Regions from separate parts of the Mus musculus genome. Here regions 1 and 2 are each linked to region 3. The links are chromatin contacts, called in public Hi-C and HiChIP or PLAC-seq maps. All regions are on one chromosome and are shown on one strand. The core of a region is the stretch at or near the end of the contact, and the rest is flanking DNA. Distances in the headings are between cores, read along the strand shown.

Region 1 (2,975 bases), core at 136-2,635, 320 kb before region 3:
CCAGTCCCCCTGCCAGACATGGTTTGGTGGACAGTCCTCCAGGAGCTGTAGATTGCCTTTGTCAAGATTGGCACATGGACCCCAGCGGTCTGGATGATGGGAACTTACATGGCCTGCTGCATGCTTTGAAGCCCTTCTAATCACTCAGAACGTCTGGAATTTTAAAATCCACCTCACTTAAAAAGATCACATTTTCCAATGATCCGAAGTTAACTGACTCTAAACACCAGTTTTAAAGTTCTAGAAAGGACCATGTAAAGGATGGAAGTTAATTTCCATAAGAAGACCACTAGAGGGCACAAGAGATCTTGGAAAGGAAAGGGTACTTCTCCCGCCTCCGCTGCAAGAGGATGAAAAAGAAACATATAGTTGGCAACAACTTTTATGTTGCCCTGTCCTATGTTGAGACACTGTTCTTGATGAAAGCATGATGTGACAAAGCAAGCTGTATTCTTTAGAACTAAATTGGATTCTTCCTTTTTTTTTTCAAATACACTACAGTAAAATGTATTTGTGACATTTAAAGTAGCAACTTCTTTTAATAGTATATTTTTAAGTCTAACTGGAGAGTGCAGCCTCTTTAGATAAAGAAGAAGCTTTGAGGCCAGCAGAAGGGTCTGGGACGTTTCTTGGACATGCAGGCTGCCTTTGTGCTGTTCTCGCCGAGCTGGGGTAATATTTCCCACCTGAGGATTTGCACAGTGACCTGGCTAGCAGCCTGTGTTACACACATCTCTCTGCCTCAAGGGAAGCCAGCCTGTGCCTTCCCTCTAGAATGCTGGTTATAGAGAAAGGACAAGATGTTGCAGCCATGAAGCAGTCTGCGAAACTGTCACCAAGAGGCTTGACCGGGTTGCTAAGAAGAGTTCTTGGGCTCTAGGGTGCCACCATGTACCTCCTGGCGAGGTGACATAGTGAAGGATGAATATGTTCGTCTTCCGGAAGGCTGGTTAGAGCCACCACACAGGGCATTCTTAGTTTTGCCACGCCCTAAGTTTGAAAGATACACAAATTGCCAAGTGAGTATCTTTGCCAGCCTATTGGTTGTAAGGCTTGAATTCAGCTCCATTTTTTTTGGGGGGGGGTGGGGATCTGGCATGTTTTTCAGGGTCTGATGGACACTTGAGTGCCCAAAAAGAGAACAAGTCTGTCTGGGCTAGACCTTCTGTTCTCCTAAAAGTAAAGTATTTTATAGTTGATAGCGCTGACCAGCACATGAATTCTCCACCCAAGCAGCACTCTGAATGAACATACAAAGGAATGGCTGCTTTTCAGAACTCTGTTTCTAGTCTTCTTTGTGCTGATGGAGTTATTAACCCCAGATTGGTCATCACCATGGGGATGGGATACACCCTGCAAATGGCAGGGTGGGGCGCCCAGTAAACTTGCCACCCTCGCTCACAGTGAGACGGGGCTGTCCTCTCGTCTGACCCCGGTAGGCAGTGCTCACAGCTTTAGAGTGCTGGCTCTTGGAGATTTTGCTGCATGGATGGTTCTCCTTAGCCGAGGTGTTCTTTCTGTGAGGCAGGCCTTTGTCATATGCCATTTGAGACTTTGAGGCTGATGTCATCCATTATCATTAGCGCTAAGGATGATGCAAGATCTTAAATTATCGATTACCCCAAGGAATGCATTTAGTATGTTGAGCAAGTTCCTCTATCCATTTTGGAGACGGGCTTAAGGGACAGTGTTCAGAACTCCAAGCTTTGGATGTTTGCTTCTTGTTTTTTTCCCAGGAGAGTTGCTATTAAGGTCCGATTTTGGACAGCTTTGTTATGTGCAGTGGAAGGTTCACGGCTAGGCTCAGGGCTCGCTGTCTCTCCAGATCTTTATTCCTGATTTTAATATTGAGTATTATTTGTTTTAGTTTAAGATTATGAATATGTGTTTCTTCGCCGTATGAAACATTTACAAACACACACACATATACACACTCATGAAAACTCAGAGCTACAATTTTATTAAGTACATATATAAATATACACTATATAATGATCAAATCTATGTACATCAATGTAGTTAACATCACCATCTCAAATTATTTTTTTCTTCTGTTTTGTTTTTGAGACAGGAATTCATTATGTAGCATTGACTGTCCTCTAACTCACTATGTAGACCAGGGTGGCTTGGAACTCATGGAAATCTGTCTGCTGTCCCCATATGCTACCCTGTGCTGGGCTTAAAGTCATACACCACCATACTCAGTCTCAAACTTTAAAAAAAAATGGTTTCATTTATTCTTTGAGAATTTCACATAGTCTATTTTGATCATATCCATTTCTCTCCTGCAACTCTTACCCAACTCTTGTATTCTCTCTCCCTCGCTCCCTCCCTCCTCCTCCCCCCTTTCAGCCTAGTTGTCTAGTTTATGTTGGCTGACTACTCCTGGGTGTGAGGCTTTCCCCAGGAGTCTCACTCGTTGAAGAAAACTGATACTGCCCCCCACCCTGGCACCCCAGCTGCAGTTGAGTGAAGCTAGCTCCTCAGCTAGGGGAGGGACTTTGTGCCCACTTTCTCTCTCCTATGGCTGGGATTTTTGTCCTGCAAACCTTGTGTAGGTCTTACGCATGCCCTTACAATCTTCATGAGTTGATATATGTACATTTGTCTTGTGTCTGAAAATCGCTGCTCTCTTGAAGTCACCTCCCACTTCTGGCTTTTACAGTCTTTCTGACAGCACTTCCACAGAGATCCCTGAGCCTCGAGGGAAGAGATAGAACACAGATATTCCATTTGGGGCAGAGCCTTCTGATGTCAGCTGTGCTCTGTACACTGACCAGTTGTGTTTCTGTGCTAACTGCCGTCTACTGCAAGGAGCGTCTCTGAGGAGGGTTGAGCTGTGCACTGAATCAGGCTCTGGGTTCAGACTCCTGGCCTAGAGGAATACTTTGTATTAACTGTGTACTTGGCTTTCTTACATTGATAGCTGTCTTAATCCACTTGCCTTAGTTAGTACTCTATTGCTGTGAAGAGTC
Region 2 (2,884 bases), core at 219-2,718, 300 kb before region 3:
CTCCCGAGTCTCTGCCTGTCTCCCTAAGGCTCCACTTTCCCTGATTCCATTCTTACTTGGTTCTAAACACAGATTTCAGACAGTACGAGAGTCTTGTGTGCAGAACACAGCACAGCTCCTGTCCTGTGTGTGCAGCCTGTGCCTCTGTTCTCTAACTGGGAGCTCCCCAGGATTTTGTCTTAATAACACAGCATTAGAAACAAGAAGTGTCTCTGTCACTGGTTTCTCCCAGATTTCCGTGGTAACAAGTTAAACAACAGAAATTTATCTCCCCGTTCCAAGGCCTGAAGTCTGCTGAGATCAGGGTCCCTCACAGGTTCCTTCTGAGGCCCCTCTCCTTGGCTCGCCTACGGCCATCTGCTTCCTATGTCTTCTTATGGTTTGCACTCCCTGCTGGTCATGTGCAATGCCCTCTTCAGGCTCACCTTAGTGGCTTTGTTTAAATGGTGAGTCTGTTTGGCCCAACCAGGCGTCCTGCTGCCTCTTCTCAGATGCTACCAAAGACAGCCTCTAGGCAGCGGTGCTCTTGGGAGATGACAAAATAAGAGGACCCGGAACTGTGTCCCCACATTGCAGCCTTTATAGGGACCACTGCTGTGGGCATGCTGGTCTTCCTGACCAGTCTCTATCTCCAGTTCTTATCATCAGCATCGGGTCCCTCTCTCCCACTGCCTTTCCTTTCCTTGTGGCCTGTGGGCTCTTCGATGCCTCACGGCCAAGGCTGCACGGCTATGATATGACCATAGTAAACCTGAAGGTGGTCGCAAAGTCAGTCGCTCTGTGTAATATTCATATGAAGTTTAATATGTCAGCCAAGATTTATGTCCGTCAGAATTGTCATTGTTTTAAATTTGAAATGACTTGTGTTCTGGATTGATCCCAGGCTTTGTGCATACCAGGCAAGCACTCAGCTACTGAGCTGCTGCACTGCCAGCCCTGAATTCTGACCTTTTAAAATATTTAATTAATTAATTAATTAATTATTTTTGCCAGTGAAATATATCTTTAGCACATGAAAGTAAAACAGGGAAAACGAATGTCATCTCCAGGGCTTTAACTACTCTTTCCAATTTTGAATGTGTAGAATTATGTGCAGGGCAGTGGCACATAGAAACATCTAGAAGACAAGTCCACAATACCAGACCTGTGTGCAGGCCGAGTTGTCCCAAGAAGGACTAGTTTAGGCTCTTGCAAGAGGATCTCAGGGGACATCTTTGGGTTTGTGATGTGCCAGGAGGACTCCGAGGCAGAGCTGCAAGCTGGAGCTGACAGCCAGGGCTGCTGCCTCAAGCCTGCTGGGTGGGCCTTTTGGTTATTTAGCAAAACCTGTTACTGATTTTCCATCTTCATTCCAGTGCTGGCTTCTAAGCCCTTTGCAGGATTTCAAAAACAACAGCAGCCACAGACGAAGGCAGCTGCCTCCGAATCCATTATTTTTGCAGAGAGCAAGATGAAGGGGGTCGGCGTTCCCACCCCTTTTCTGCTGGGGGAGCAACCTGTGATAGGACTCAGCCCTGCTCTCCAGCGGTCAGATTCATTTCACAGTGGCAGAAACACAAATGCTTTGATACAGGGCCTGGAGGTCTTTGAAAGAAAAGTGGCTTTATTCATATTCCTTATGATCATTATGTGCTGGGATTATTTTCCCAGTAGGTGATGTCTCTTTTGCCCATATTTATGAAGCAGGGGAGAAAGCATTTAATGAATTTCAAGAGTGTATTTGACTGTAAAACACATCTCAGTATATTCACATGTAAATAACCCTTTGATTTGTTCTCTCTGGTGACCTTTTTTTCTTTGGGCTACATCGCAGTTTGTTGTTGTTTTCCATTTTCAAATGGGAGGCTGGATGATAATAATGAGAGATTATGCAAAAAAAATCCATGTTTAAAATAATGTTGATATGGCACTTGGCGCTGTAGGATAATTACAGTAATTTGGCTATTACACTATATGGAGGCAGGAGCTGGTTGGTAGCAAACACAGCAATAGGGGTGATTCAAGGGATTTTCATCCCAACTGGCTGTTTGATCCTGCTGACTTTTCTCTTGAAAATCAATTGCTCTCTATGAATACTCTGAATTCCCCCTTGATTAAATTGGCTGTCAGTGGGCTGCACCCATTACATGGGGGTCACCCTGAGTTCTGCCTGCTTATAAATGTGTTTTTATTTTGACAACTCTTAACCTATCGTCGACCAAATTTAATCTGAGGGAAGAAACAGAGGAAGTAATTACTAAAAACACAGTTTCGAGCATGGCAGCAAACCAAGGGGATGCAGTGCTTCTGATGCCCGGCATGGAGCCAGCTTCTCTGCTACGGGGTCCCCCTGTATTTTGCTTGATCTTTGGTGTTTTCTGACCTCTAGGGCCCCATAGCTCACTCAGCCAAACCTGGGAGAGGCGCCACGGAAGCCTCTTTATCTCCTCACTAGTCTTTTGGAATCAGTGTTAGAAAATGTGATTTTTGTTTTTTTCTTGAAAAGGACCATTAGTATTGAAGATAAAAAAATTGTTAGCCATGGCTGGGGACACACATACACACACCCACACACCCACCCCCACACACATATACGTATATACATATATGTATGTATGTATGTATGTATGCTTGTATGTAGCTCTACAAGGAAAGAGACTCCATCCTCTGTATTGAGTGCTGATTTAAACCCACATAAAATATTTGGCAGTCAAGAGGAAAGCAAGGAGAACACAAAACTAGTTCTACAAAAAGCACCTTTTGTAATAGTTATGGGGAAACACCCAGCTTCTCTTACATAGACATGCCCTGTCGGTGCACAAGCACAGCTATCCCAGCAAAGCAGTAAAATATAGTTGATTCTGGAGCCAAATGTGAGTGTCCCATGGCCCAAGGACACAGACTC
Region 3 (2,829 bases), core at 285-2,784:
TGTCTCGGAAAAGCAAAATAAATAAATAAATAAATAATTTTTTTTTTAACTTTGTCATTACAGAGTACTCAATGTCAAAGGGGACTGGGGACAGAAATCCTTCAAGAAAAAACTTGCAGAAACTGTGTTCCTTTTCTTTTTCAGATCTGTCCCTGCTACACAGCCATTAGAGGTGAGTAGGAGGGAACTCACATTGGTGAAGCATGTATCATTGCCTTTGCAAGCCCCTTTTTCAGACATGGAAACTGAGGCCAGGGAACTGGCCCTCTTGTCTCAAGTCACTGTCTCAAGTTATCACCAAGTGGCCTCTGATGATAGGTTGAGAAACAGCCCAGAGTCCCCTTAGGTTCTAATAAAAAAAGCAACCCTGTATCTCTTTCCAGTTAGGTACCTCGTGAGAGGCTGGAGAGCCAGCTGGAACCGCTTTCCTCCTTTCTATTCTCAGGGACAGATTCTGACCCCGGCCTGGGCTGGGGAGGCTGGTGGGATGAACCAATGGAAAAGCGACAGGGAGTAGTAGTGAGTCATCTGAACCAACAGCTACACACAGGGCTCCAAAGCCACACAAAACAGGTAATTTAATTTCATAAAGGGATCTTTCTACCGTTTGTTTTTCCCCCTCTCAGCCTATTGAAATGTACACACCATGAGGACAAAGTCCAGGGCACTCTTCAGCTGCAATTTTACTTCTGCACATATTTAATGTGTTGCTGGGGATGAAGCATTTCATGGTTCCTGTGCTTAGCAAATGAAATAAATCAATGTGTTATGAGAGAGCCTTTTTCCCCTTGCTGTTTGGGGGAAGTGCTCTTTACTCTTCAACTAACAGGAGCTTAACGAACCATTTCACATTCTAAACCCCTGGAAAGGTCATAATGCCTATTTCTTATTTTTTTTTTAAAAAACACTGAATAATACTAATTTTCTTTTATGTATCCACATGGGTAGTGGTGCTTTAAAAAATTACTAAAAATAAACAATGCCACAGAGCAGGAGAATCTTTTTATTTGTTAAATATAGATACTCGTAGGTCTTTATAAAGCAAGACAGAAAGAGAGATGACCTGGCCCAGGGTTTTATTAAGTATAATCAAAGAACCAGGGAATTTGGGTTGCCATGGAAGTCAGGCCTAAATAAAGTTTATCACACTGTGCCGACTTAGCATTGTGCCTTGAAATAATAAAGCCGATGTGCCACAAAAAACACAGGTCACTCAGCAGTTAGGTTCCTTTGCTTGCATTTCTTTTAAATTTTTATGCTTAAACTTCCCAGCCTGTACTAAAAAGGGCCCGGCTTTGTGGCATAACAGAAACAGGTACTCAAGGCTCGCCTCTGCTTCATGCTTGAGCCAGTCTCATTTTTCTGTCCTAATTGCAGCAGACAGCATTTCGGCTTTGTCAGCCCTACCTGCTCTGAATAGGAGCACTTTTGCCTCCCCCCTTGTCAAAGACCAGGGAAGAAAGCGCGCTCTCTGGTTGGCAGCAGTCTTGGATCCTCGCCCCCGGCCATACTGTGCAATCACGCTGTTTATCCCACTGTAACAATCAGACAGCGAGAGCTGAGCACCTGGTCCTCCCGGCCCCGGCCTTCCTTGGCAGCTGACGGGCAACCTCGCTGCCAGGTGGTCGCGCTTCAATTACATTAGCTAGCCATTCTAGGGTTAACGAGGACCCACTCTCCTCAGAATGCCCCGAGAAAATCAGTTATTCATAAAAGACAGTATGCCTTTTGTTGATAGCCGAACAATGTTGCTGAATATCCATTAAATTAAATTCTCCTTATTGGGCTGAATAATGCAGTAGCGATAGCCCCGGCTAGAAGTTTGCATGTTTATTTACCGAATTTCTGAATAATTTATACACGGATCCTGGCTCTATTTTTCATTTGGTGGCCAAATGCTTCTTTGGAATGGGTCTGTGTGGCTTTGCCTTCGTTTTAATACAGGCTGACACTCACTCACAAATGGAAAACAAATGAAGGCACGCTGTAATGGAGTGCTGGGGAAAGGAAATTGTACTTTGACTCAGAATTCACCTCCCAATTTTCTATTGCAGGAGGACTTCTAAATTTGCATAGACGCTTTTGTGGGCTGTTTCATTTGAGAAGCCTTTTCCACACACACAAAAAGGAAGACAGTGTGCTGGCCGGTCGTTAATCTCCGAGCCAGGGCTATTACCAGTGCTTAGGTACACAGTGGCCCTGTGGAGACCTGGTGGTAACTGAATTTGATGGACAGCTAGAATGTGTCTCCCTGCCACCATCCTTCTGGAGAGCTGTTATCTGTGATCATTGGCAGCAGAGACTACAGGGACAGGAAAGTCATGAACTGCAAGGTTTTCCTCCTGTCTGCTCTCCCCACACATCAGAGAGTGGGTATAGGAGGAATACTCCCTCCTCTTGGCATGTGGGGTGGGCCTGAGCCTCAGAGCCATGGTTGCCCAGATAGACCGATCTGGGAAAGCTGTGAGAGGATCTGCAGAGAGACAAGAACAGGGTAGAACAAATACCACTGTTCTAGGAACTGAGTCTTAGTTGGCTGGGAAGTAATTTTTAAAGTTAATTCATTTCTTTGCACAGTGCTATATTCAGGAACTCACATATGTTGGGCAAGCACACAACACTGATAAACCCCAAGACCAGGAGATAAGTTTAGAACAGGATGCAGGAGGAAAAAAAAAAAAACAAAACCCTGAGAGTTTTCTTCTCCCCTACAGCTCCATCACCCGAACGAAGGACATATTAATTATCACAAAGCAGAGAAGACAATGGGAAAATTCTATTGGATCTTCCTTTCACTTAAGGGAGAAAAGATCTTGCTTTTTTTTTTTT

What was found. Hi-C and Micro-C count contacts between places; a contact is called where the count stands out from the background. HiChIP or PLAC-seq counts read pairs in DNA pulled down with a chosen protein or histone mark.
Region 1: a contact with region 3 is called in a Hi-C map of stem cell-derived motor neurons, with 4 times the contacts expected there. The contact joins two enhancer-like sites. A contact is called at or near these places in 2 of 15 datasets of contacts at CTCF or cohesin (large pre-B cells and pro-B cells), 4 of 484 Hi-C or Micro-C datasets (the G1E-ER4 cell line, bone marrow-derived macrophages and stem cell-derived motor neurons), 5 of 115 datasets of contacts at active chromatin or transcription factors (differentiating embryonic stem cells, embryonic basal ganglia, embryonic stem cells and 1 more) and 1 of 9 other capture datasets (embryonic stem cells).
Region 2: a contact with region 3 is called in an H3K4me3 HiChIP or PLAC-seq map of embryonic basal ganglia, with 2.9 times the contacts expected there. The contact joins two enhancer-like sites. A contact is called at or near these places in 1 of 15 datasets of contacts at CTCF or cohesin (the NIH/3T3 cell line), 1 of 484 Hi-C or Micro-C datasets (nephron progenitors), 1 of 115 datasets of contacts at active chromatin or transcription factors (embryonic basal ganglia) and 1 of 9 other capture datasets (embryonic stem cells).

The regions. Positions count from the first base shown.
Region 1 is chr2:145,957,341-145,960,315 of GRCm38.p6, forward strand. All of the region lies in intron 6 of Cfap61 (cilia and flagella associated protein 61), which reads left to right. Among named protein-coding and RNA genes, the nearest start is that of Cfap61, 24 kb to the left of the region's middle. Within about 2 kb of position 1,386, at least 8 of the 459 cell types and tissues checked have an H3K27ac peak or open chromatin away from gene starts, as enhancers often do. A contact at or near this core is called in stem cell-derived motor neurons, where this site is marked.
Region 2 is chr2:145,980,538-145,983,421 of GRCm38.p6, forward strand. The region is part of intron 8 of Cfap61 (cilia and flagella associated protein 61); the gene reads left to right. Among named protein-coding and RNA genes, the nearest start is that of Cfap61, 47 kb to the left of the region's middle. Within about 2 kb of position 1,469, at least 7 of the 459 cell types and tissues checked have an H3K27ac peak or open chromatin away from gene starts, as enhancers often do. A contact at or near this core is called in embryonic basal ganglia, where this site is marked.
Region 3 is chr2:146,278,112-146,280,940 of GRCm38.p6, forward strand. All of the region lies in intron 38 of Ralgapa2 (Ral GTPase activating protein, alpha subunit 2 (catalytic)), which reads right to left. Among named protein-coding and RNA genes, the nearest start is that of A930019D19Rik, 20 kb to the left of the region's middle. Within about 2 kb of position 1,535, at least 64 of the 459 cell types and tissues checked have an H3K27ac peak or open chromatin away from gene starts, as enhancers often do. A contact at or near this core is called in embryonic basal ganglia and stem cell-derived motor neurons, where this site is marked.